Regions from separate parts of the Sus scrofa genome. Here region 2 is linked to region 1. Evidence: chromatin contacts called from public Hi-C data. All regions are on one chromosome and are shown on one strand. The core of a region is the stretch at or near the end of the contact, and the rest is flanking DNA. Distances in the headings are between cores, read along the strand shown. Region 1 has its middle 93 kb from the start of IFNGR1. Region 2 has its middle 9.8 kb from the start of IL22RA2.

Region 1 (4,895 bases), core at 1,740-4,239:
AGAAGATCTAAATCCAGCACCTGCCTCATCCCTGCCACAAAGAAAGCATCTGCCTTTCAGCGCAGTTCCTTCCTCAATTCCATAGCACCTACAGTGCAGGTGTGACCATCCTTTTAAGGACAAACTAAGGTAGCCTTAGGGAGAGTCACCAGAAAACGAACACAGGGCTGCTGGCCTTTCAGCCATGCTCTTTCCATGACCCCATTCGGTCCTTGTTCCTCCTGAAATGGCCACGATAATAAGATGAAGGAAGATTCACTACAGCATGTATGTGTTTATGGGGAAGCATATTACAGGTAGTGTGAGGAAGAGAAAAAAGGTAGAAAAATATACTTGTGACCATACATCCTACTCCTGGACTGAGAAGCCATGCAAAATGGTGAACTCCTGGCTGGAGATGTTGGAAGCAAAGCAAGGAGATGCACAGTGTACTGGTTTTAAAACAACAGTTCTGATGGGACTGGGGAAAATTTAGTGTCTCAGGGAGCATCTGGCCATGTCGCAACACATGTTTGGTTGTAACAGTGGAGGAAGAGGCATTACTGTCCCTTGGAGGCAGAGGCCGGGACGGTGCAAAACATCCTGCAACGCACAGGACAGTCCCCTACCACTAAGAATGATCCAGCGACAAATGCCAGAAGCACCCAGGTTGAGACAGGGTGGCTTGAGATTAAAAAAAAAAATCCAATAAGAAAAATAGTCTTCTGTCTCTGTAATGATTCCTTTTCAGACTAGTCTAAACATGGTGGCAGTAATGTCAAGCTGAAGTTTGCTCAGTGCACAATTCTGAATTGTGAGAAGATTACAATAGTTCTGGGTGGAAATATTAAGTGTTTAAATATATATAATATCTCTAATCCTGGGCTGGATATAGCCCTGAAATAACTCGTCTTTTCATTATTTATAACTTTTAAATTACAAAAGGTACCATAAAATCTTGCTTGGGCTAAAAAAGTTACTTTTCTTCTTTCTGTTAGGAAGTTTTGAATCCTTCATCTTAGATGATATGGGTACTGGGGATTTGGAGCAAATTCAGCATCCAAAATAGACCATACATCACAGAAAACGATGCAGGAATAGTAAAGACATGAGTGTAAGGTCATCCAGAGTCTTAAATGTTTAAGTTTAAATGTGTGTTTCTTAAAGCTTCTCTATTTTAGTCAAATTGGGTTCTTCCCTATAAAACACAGATACTGAATCCAAACAAGATTACACAAATGATACTGAAGAGAATACAGAACAGATTTAACAGATGGTTTAGTGGTGTGTCAAAACCTAAATAAGGAGTTCCCATTGTGGTGCAGTGGAAAACGAATCCAACTAGGAACATGAGGTTTCGGGTTCGATCCCTGGCCTCAATCAGTGCGTTAAGGATCTGGCATTGCCATGGCTGTGGTGTAGGCCGGTGACTACAGCTCTGATTAGACCCCTAGCCTGGGAACCCCCATATGCCGTGGGTGCAGCCCTGAAGAGAAAAATATAAAATAAAATAAAATAAAATAAAATAAAATATAAAAAATAATAAAAGCATTAGAAGTGTACTCATTAATAAATGCCACTATGTATGCACCGCTAGCTTGCTCGCTAAAAACCAACTACTCGTGGAAGAAAAAAATAAAGATACTTCATGTTCCTATCTTACATGAGTCTCTCTAATACAAAAAAGCATTGAGACTGAGTCTATAATGTTGACCGCACGGTTCAGGATTGCATTGTTACATTTGATTCTCTGTTGATGGCAGAGGGGCTTCTCGGAATCTAATGTGAAAAATCAAGTTGTGTTTTCCATGGGGCAATTCCTATAAGCAAAATTTTAAACACACTTTTAATAAAAACCTATGAACATGTAATGCTTTCCGGTTGATATGGCTAGATGAAAAACCATTAATTTTTTTTGCATGGAAAATTTATGACCACAAAGTCAGGATATATCAAAGAGTTTGGCCAAGGCACACCAATAAAGCATTCACCTACTGGGTTATATTAAAACAGGCCAAGATAAAAGTAAAGTTAGTTCATTTCTTCCCATCACAACAAAAAGGTTGATAAAGAACATACTTGATATCAAACAGAGCTTCCTGCTGGCTTCAGTTACCTGGGAGTTTGGAGCCTGTGGTTTGAATAATGTTTTCCCTACAATAGGAATGACAGCAGAAGTGTGGAGAGACGGATGGGGCTTCCTGCAGGCTCAGCTTTTAGAGTTCAAACTCATTCTTTATTCCCAAGTAGAAACGATAACAAATGTGTAAATAAATAGTCACTGATCTTCTGATGTTCCTTTTTCAGTGCTGGGAATTACATGACAGTTCCCCTAGCAGAGGTGAGCTGACTTGCATCAAACTGCATTCTGTAAGTTTTCAAAAGAGTTAGCAAAGAATTAGTTTTTCATAATTTCACTTGAAAATAAATGTCTGTACGTGGGATTCCTGAAGAAATAGGGTTTAGGCAGCTAGGGCATTGACTAAAGATGTTTCGATGATGAAAAACATTAAACTTATAATACTAATGGACTTTACACATGCCTAAGTTCTAATTTTAATAACTATGGCTTTAGCTCCTCAATTCTGAAAAACATTTGGCCAGAAAAATGAAATTTTAACAAAAACATTTAAATTTTAATATGAAATATAATACCTATACTAACATTCATACTTTTTGGTCCACAAGGAATGCTTAGATAGCAAAGAGGTATCTACTTGATGTTCAGATACTTAGCTACTATTTATCTGATTTTCAAACGAGTCAATAAAAGTACAGAGAATACATTTTGTAATCATACACTTTGCCCTCTGTTTCCAACCATTAGAATGCAAATTATATTACCAGTCCAATTTTTTAAATCTATGTAGTTCCTATGACTTAGCAGTTAAGTTTCAAGTAATGCCCGGAGGAAAATACTTTAACTTCTGATAAACTAGCCTGTAAGTTATAGGCAAGTGGAGACAAAGGAAATTTCAGCATAGGTCTGATTGAGCTGTAGAGCAATTCTGAGTGACCACCAGAGGGCAGCATCCTCCAATGGTTGTGGGCCGGGGAGCGGCGAGGGTAGAATGGAATTTAGCTGAATCTATTTAATAATTCAAAGTCTCATACAGTTTACTAATTTCCCGAATCGAAACCCAAAAGTGTGAGAGCAAGGATTTCTTTCTTAAACTTAAAAAAAGTTTGGGTTTTTTTAAAGTTGTTTTAAATTTGAAAAAAATCCGAAACAGAAATAACACTTTATAGCACTTAACCATGTGCCCAGCACTGTTCTAAGTGCTTTATGTGTATTAATTAACTTAGTCCTCATAACAACCCTGCAATGTGCATACAGTTATTACCCCCAATCTTTCAGATATGGAAATGGAGGCATAGAGAGCTTCAGTCCCTTGCTCAAGCCAAGTGGTGGAGTTGGGATTCAGACCAAAGCAGTTGGTCCCAGAGTCCAGGCATAAGACATCGCTATTAGAATTGAGACTTTTCTCCTCCACTGAGTCATTAGGCCTCTCTGATAAACTGTGGTCAGGAGAGTAAATTCTTCCTCTCACCCTATCTTCTTGAAAGATACAATTCCATTTTTTCTCTTATTGTCCATAATAATAACTCATCTGTATTTTTTTTAATGCATTTTGTGGGAGTTCCTGCCGTGGCACAGTGGTTTAAGAAATTGCAGAGGTTCAGGTCACTGAAGAGACACGGGTTCGATCCCCATCCTGGTGAGGTGGGTTAAAGGACCTGGCATTGCAGCAGCTGTTGCATAGGTCACAGCTGCAGTTCAGATTCAGTCCCTAGCCTGGGAACTTCCATATGCCACACGTATGGCCACCAAAAAAAAAAAAAAAAAAAAAAGTTTTTGGTATTTCATTGAAATTCACACCATTATACATGTATCTATCCTATTACTCTTCCCAGAGATAATGAGGTCCATTTTAAGTTTTGAGTTTTCAGAAGGCACAAACCTAAATGTGCACAAAAATAAAGACTGGAGCCTCTGCCAGCACTGGGCCCATAAACTGATTAAACCAACAGCCCACATATGGTGGGAAAGAAAGAATATCTACAAAGGAATATATTATTAAATCCTCATCATGATGTCGGGAAAAAAGCGACCAAAGAACTACTACTGATTTCAAGTTAAAATAGAATTGACTAATCAAAAATCTAAGATCTAAACAACTTGAAGTTCCAACCCTTATAAAAGACAGAAATAGCAAATTGATATGAAGTAATTCCGTGGAGAAAGCTATTCCTTCATTCACTCACTCATTCATTTGACAATTATGAAGTGTTAGAGGCACAAGGAGTAACATCTCCACAGAGCAGAGCCTTGAAGTAGGAGTAGGATTTTCCTAGAAGTGGAAAAGAGGGAGCGCTTCCTAGCAAAGGGATCAATAAAAGCCAAGTCCAGGGTAATGGAAGAGCAGGGTGTGTTTGGGGAATAGCAAAAAGGCGTAATTGGCTGAGGCTTGTGGTCTGTGGAGGGAGATGGGGCTGCAAACCTAAAGGGCAATGGCTGTGAAGAACCTGGAAGGAAAATCTTAAGAGGGGACTCGGCGTTTTTCTTGTAGGAAACGGAGAAAGAGTGGATTAAATTCTAAAGCTGAACTAAAGTGCACATCGAGTATGCAAGTAAAAGGTCAGCTTTGGATGTGGTCTTGAGATTCACGTGAATGACGGAACAATGAGTTCCTTTAGGTTCACAGATGCTACCGGATCGGGAAAGCAGGCTAACATTTTAATTGTCTTGATGGGAGAAGCAACGATTAAAAAGTAGTAAGTTAATATCTATGAAATAGAAATGGACCCACAGACATAGGGAACAGGCTTGTGGCTGCCAAGGGGAAGGCGAGGCAGGAGAGGGTTGGACTGGGAGTTTGATATTAACAGATGCAAACTACTGCGCATAGGATGGA
Region 2 (4,895 bases), core at 1,127-3,626, 120 kb after region 1:
CATTTTACCCTTTGGCTCTAAGAGTCAGTGCTTCCACTTACATTAACTAATAAGGAAATGCTCATCCTGACACAATTTTGCTTTTTTTTTTTTTTTTTTTTTTTCTTTTTAGGACCTCACTTACAACATGTGGAAGTTCCTGAGCTAGGGGTCAAATTGGAGCTGCAGCTGCCAGCCAACGCCACAGCCACAGCAACACCATATCTGAGCCACATCTGCAACCTACACCACAACTCATGGCAACACCAGATCCTTTAACCCACTGAGCGAGGCCAGAGATCAAACCTGCATCCTCATGGATACTAGTTGGGTTCTTAACCCACTGAGGCACAAGAGAAACTCCCAATTTTGCTTCTTAAATTCTTCAATTTTTTTCCCCTAAATTATTACTGGTTTCCAAAAATCATGTTATTGCATCTTCATTTTATTCCAAGTTTTCTAAGATTACTGCCTGAGTCACATTTAGGACACTGGTTTTTATGCCTAAGAAGAGTATAAATGGGGAGTTCCTGTCGTGGCTCGGTGGTTAATGAATCTGACTAGGAACCATGAGGTTGCAGGTTCGATCCCTGGCCTCGCTCAGTGGGTTAAGGATCCAGCATTGCAGTGAGCTGTGGTGTAGGTTGCAGACACGGCTCGGATCCCAAGTTGCTATGGTTCTGGCATAGCCTGGCGGCTACAGCTCCAATTGAACCCCTAGCCTGGGAAACCTCCACATGCTGCGGGAGCGGCCCTAGAAAAGGCAAAAAAAAAAAAAAAAGAGTATAAATGGATGAGGTAGATCATAACTCTTCGTTTGCAGGGTGCTTAGTTGGCTTTGTTTATGAGGTACAGTACTTCACATTTTCTCCTTCTGTGCCTCCACATTCTGGAGCTTGCACTCTTGGTCACTTTCTCCCAGAGCTACCAATTGGGCATGAATGAACGAGTGAACAAATAAAAACAGATGGATAATTATTGAACTGTTTTCAAAAATACCCATCTCAGAGGTCCATTGCGGCTCGGCAGGTGAAGGACACATTGTTGTCTCTGTGAGGATGTGAGGTCAATCCCTGGTCTCGCTCAGTGGGTTAAGAATCTGGCATTGCCACAAGCTTCATCGCAGGTCATAGATGAGGCTCAGATCCATTATGCTGTGGCTGTGGTGTAGGCAGGCAGCTGCAGCTCCGATTCGACCCCTAGCCCAGGAACTTCATATATTTCACAATGTGGCCGTAGGAAAAGAAAAAAAAATCTCATCTCATTTTATAACACCCGGTGAGGTGGACTTGCTGTCCCCATTTAAAATGAGGATGCCATCAGATGAAGAGAATTACCCAGTAAGTGGCGGAGCGGGGATTCTGCCTCCCATGCTTTCTCCGGTAAATCTCAGCTGCCTGCTGTTGTTCAGGGGTAGAGAGATCTCAGAATAGAGGATGTTTTCTGGGATGCTCAACCTTTGTTGAAAGACTATAAAAGTAGAAATATTTAAAAAATAGTGAAACACTAAGGGGGAAAGGGGAGGAATGAAGCAGAAGCAGATAAAGGTAAGCCAGAAATGGATATCTGATGAATTATCTATGCCAACAAGAAGATGGAAAAAGGAATGCTGGCTTGCATCCAGTTCCCCATTAAAGATGAAAGTTTAAGTTTGGGGGAATACTTTGAGATTCTCTAGAAAGTTCTGTAACCTGGGAGCTGAGGAATAAACAACCACTAATATGTGTTGAGCCCTTCCGATGCACCGGGCACTGCACCGAATGCTTTACCTATGGTACCTTGTTGCTATGGGCGACCTTGTCTGTATTATCTGCATTTTATAAATGAAGAAATTAAGGCTTGGAGAGGAAGAGGAGGTTCCACCTGTCCCGCACCTGGTCAGCACAAAGCCAGTTTTTCCAAATGATGAGAGCAATGGGGGGTGCTGCCAACCTCGAATCTCTAGGAAGGAGAGGGCATCTAGAGCGCCACTGAGTGGAGGGTGAACTTGGCCCTTCTCTCCTGCTGGTAAAGGAGTCAAGAACGGTGTGTTTCACTCAACAGGCAGGGTGAAGCATGTGGGCCTGAACAACAGGCGTCCCTGACACTACCCCACCCTGGGCTAGAAAGCAGGGCTGGAGAAGGAGTGCTCTAAATTCAAAATCTTAGAGATGGATCAATTTCAGATGATGATGGGGTCTAAGAAATCACTTCTTTCAGTCAACAGTTATTCAGTACTTCCTAACACCTAAGCACACATGGGCGGTCCCTAGTCCCAAATAAATGCAGGGCTGTGGTTGTCACGGGCAGAGGCTCTGAAGTCAAAGTGCTGAGTTAGAATCTCAACGTGGCTCCTCACCAAGTGAAGTGGAGCAAGTTCCTTCTCTTTGGCTCAATTTACTCTGCAGCTGGGGTAATAACCATACTTAGCACATAGTGTGGTTAGGGGATTATCTCATACCGCCTTTAGTGCGGAACTTGGCCTAATACAGGCATGTCGTAAAAATAAGCCACCATAAGGGCAGGAGGTGATCAACAATTAAATCATCAAATTCTTCGTTACAACTTGACAGATGTCACGAAGGGTGAGCACAGGGTGCAGCTGGAGCAGGACTGGGGCCTGAGTCGAGATGGGGGACCATGTCAGCCTCCTTGCATGAGCAGGTGGCATGCAAGCCTAAAGCAGGTGGTGTGGGCAGGGAGAGCGAGCGAAAAAGAAACTTCCAAGACTAACGAACAACACGTGTAGGATCCTGAGCTGCAGAATTATTATTTTTTTCCTGTTTAAATGTACATGAGGATATTCTTCTTTTTTTTTTTTTTCCTGTCTTTTTGCCTTTTCTAGGGTCGTACCCATGGCATCTGGAGGTTCCCAGGCTGGGGGTCCAATCAGAGCTGTAGCCGTTGGCCTACACCAGAGCCACAGCAACACAGGATCCAATGCGCGTCTGCAACCTACACCACAGTTCACGGCAACGCAGGATCCCCAACCCATGGAGCAAGGCCAGGGATCGAACCCGCAACCTCATGGTTCCTAGTCGGATTCGCCAACCACTGAGCCACGATGGGAGCTTCGAGGATACTCTTCTTCATTCAGTTTCTTTCTCTCCCATTTCAAACTGTCCTGTCCCTCCTACCCATCTGCAGCACCATCTGGCAGAGTCAAACGTCGCCACTTAGAGGCAGAAGATAAACGGCTTCCATTTTGCACGGACCCAGACCAGGAACAATGGAAGTGTTCCTAGCCCAACTGCCTTCATGGTGACATTTTATTATTACAGATTTTCCCTGCTTAACACCTTCCGGTGGCTTCCCCTTCCCTCAGCGTGCATCCAAACACCTTGCCATGGCCTCTGGCTCATGGCCAGTACTTGGCCCCTCACTCCCTCCCCACCAGCCACATGCCTTTGCTCTTTCATCTGTGCTTTGCTCTCCCTTCTTAGACGGTGCAGGGCTCCCCAGATCACCCAGCTCAGGCCTTTGCTCACTTGTCACCCCCTCAGGGAGGCCTTCCCTCCGCCTCTACCTGCAGCAGCATTTCCCTGGCATCTCTCTCCCTGCACACTGCTTTGTCTCCTTAGCACTGCTTGTTGCCTGAAAGAGTAACCACGTGTCTGCCCCTCTACACAGATGCTATGATATCAGCTCTATGAAAGGAAAAGTTTGTCTAATCCACTGTAATATTTCCAGAATTTAGGACAGTGCCTGGCACAGAGCAAGTGCTTAGTAAATATTTGTGGACTAAATGAACTGTCCACACAATCACTTCTATTTGGCTTATCATTATGTCCCTGTCAGTTTTACTCTTTTTGCAGCAGTTAAATGTGTATGTGTGTGTGTGTGTGTTTAGAGACAGAGAGAGGGAGAGGAATTGTCTGTTTCTGTGATTCCAGAAAATTTGAAAACTTCTGCAGAACTGCAAAAATTCTTGGCAAGCCAGAACTGAGTCAATAAAATACAGAATAAAGGTATGGGATTACAGTCAGATGACCAAAAAAGGTTAGACAATCTGCAAAACAAACAAAAAACTAGCTCTTTGATTTTTTTTTTTTTTTTTTTGGTCTTTTTTGTCTTGTTGTTGTTGCTATCTCTTGGGCCGCTTCCGCGGCATATGGAGGTTCCCAGGCTAGGGGCTGAATCGGAACTGTAGCCACCGGCCTACGCCACAGCCACAGCAACATGGGATCCGAGCCGCGTCTGCAACCTACACCACAGCTCACGGCAACGCCGGATCGTTAACCCACTGAGCAAGGGCAGGGACCGAACCCGCGACCTCATGGTTCCTAGTCAGATTCGTTAACCACTGCGCCACGACGGGAACTCCCTTTTTTTTTCTTTTTTTTTTTTTTTTTTTTGATTTTTTTAAGAGTACCAATCTCCACATCCTACAACAGGGTGCCGAATTCAGTACATCGGTTTTACCTGAACAATTCTAATGTGCTATGCGGTCTACAGAGCTGTTCATTTCCATGGTTCTCATGCAGGGCTACATGGAACCAGATGTGACTCACTCTCTAGATCTGTAGGGATCCTCTTTTCCATACTTCCTGCTTGAATAGGATTCCTGCCTGAAAGTTTGGGAAACATAACAGCCATCCCAACTCACCAAGCTTGCAGGCAGGACTCATGTTTTTCAAGCCTCTGCTATAAGGAAATTTCCCTCACTGACCTTCCCGGCCACCTGGTGAGGCCAGTATTGTCCCTTTTTTCCAAGTGAAGAAACTAGCGCACAGGAAAGTTTCAAGTTGTTCTTTAGGTAAATGAGAGATCAAAGAGGTTTATCTCGTAACACAAGAGGAACCCAGAAGACAAATAAAATCTTGAGGCCGACAGGACCAGGGCCTTGCGCGGCTGGGGGTGGGGGCAGGGACAGGGGCGGGGTGCGGTTCAGAGGCTAAGGAATTAGCCCAGAGCTGGGCTGTGTGGGAGCCAGGAGC

What was found. A called contact is a pair of places that touch in the nucleus more often than the background predicts.
Region 2: a contact with region 1 is called in a Hi-C map of alveolar macrophages, with 3 times the contacts expected there. The contact joins two enhancer-like sites. A contact is called at or near these places in 11 of 47 Hi-C or Micro-C datasets (alveolar macrophages, blood, embryonic fibroblasts and 6 more) and 2 of 2 datasets of contacts at active chromatin or transcription factors (alveolar macrophages and skeletal muscle).

Annotation. Positions count from the first base shown.
Region 1 is chr1:26,942,177-26,947,071 of Sscrofa11.1, forward strand. No RefSeq gene overlaps it. Among named protein-coding and RNA genes, the nearest start is that of IFNGR1, 93 kb to the right of the region's middle. Within about 2 kb of position 2,990, at least 3 of the 83 cell types and tissues checked have an H3K27ac peak or open chromatin away from gene starts, as enhancers often do. A contact at or near this core is called in alveolar macrophages, where this site is marked.
Region 2 is chr1:27,061,220-27,066,114 of Sscrofa11.1, forward strand. No RefSeq gene overlaps it. Among named protein-coding and RNA genes, the nearest start is that of IL22RA2, 9.8 kb to the right of the region's middle. Within about 2 kb of position 2,377, at least 13 of the 83 cell types and tissues checked have an H3K27ac peak or open chromatin away from gene starts, as enhancers often do. A contact at or near this core is called in alveolar macrophages, where this site is marked.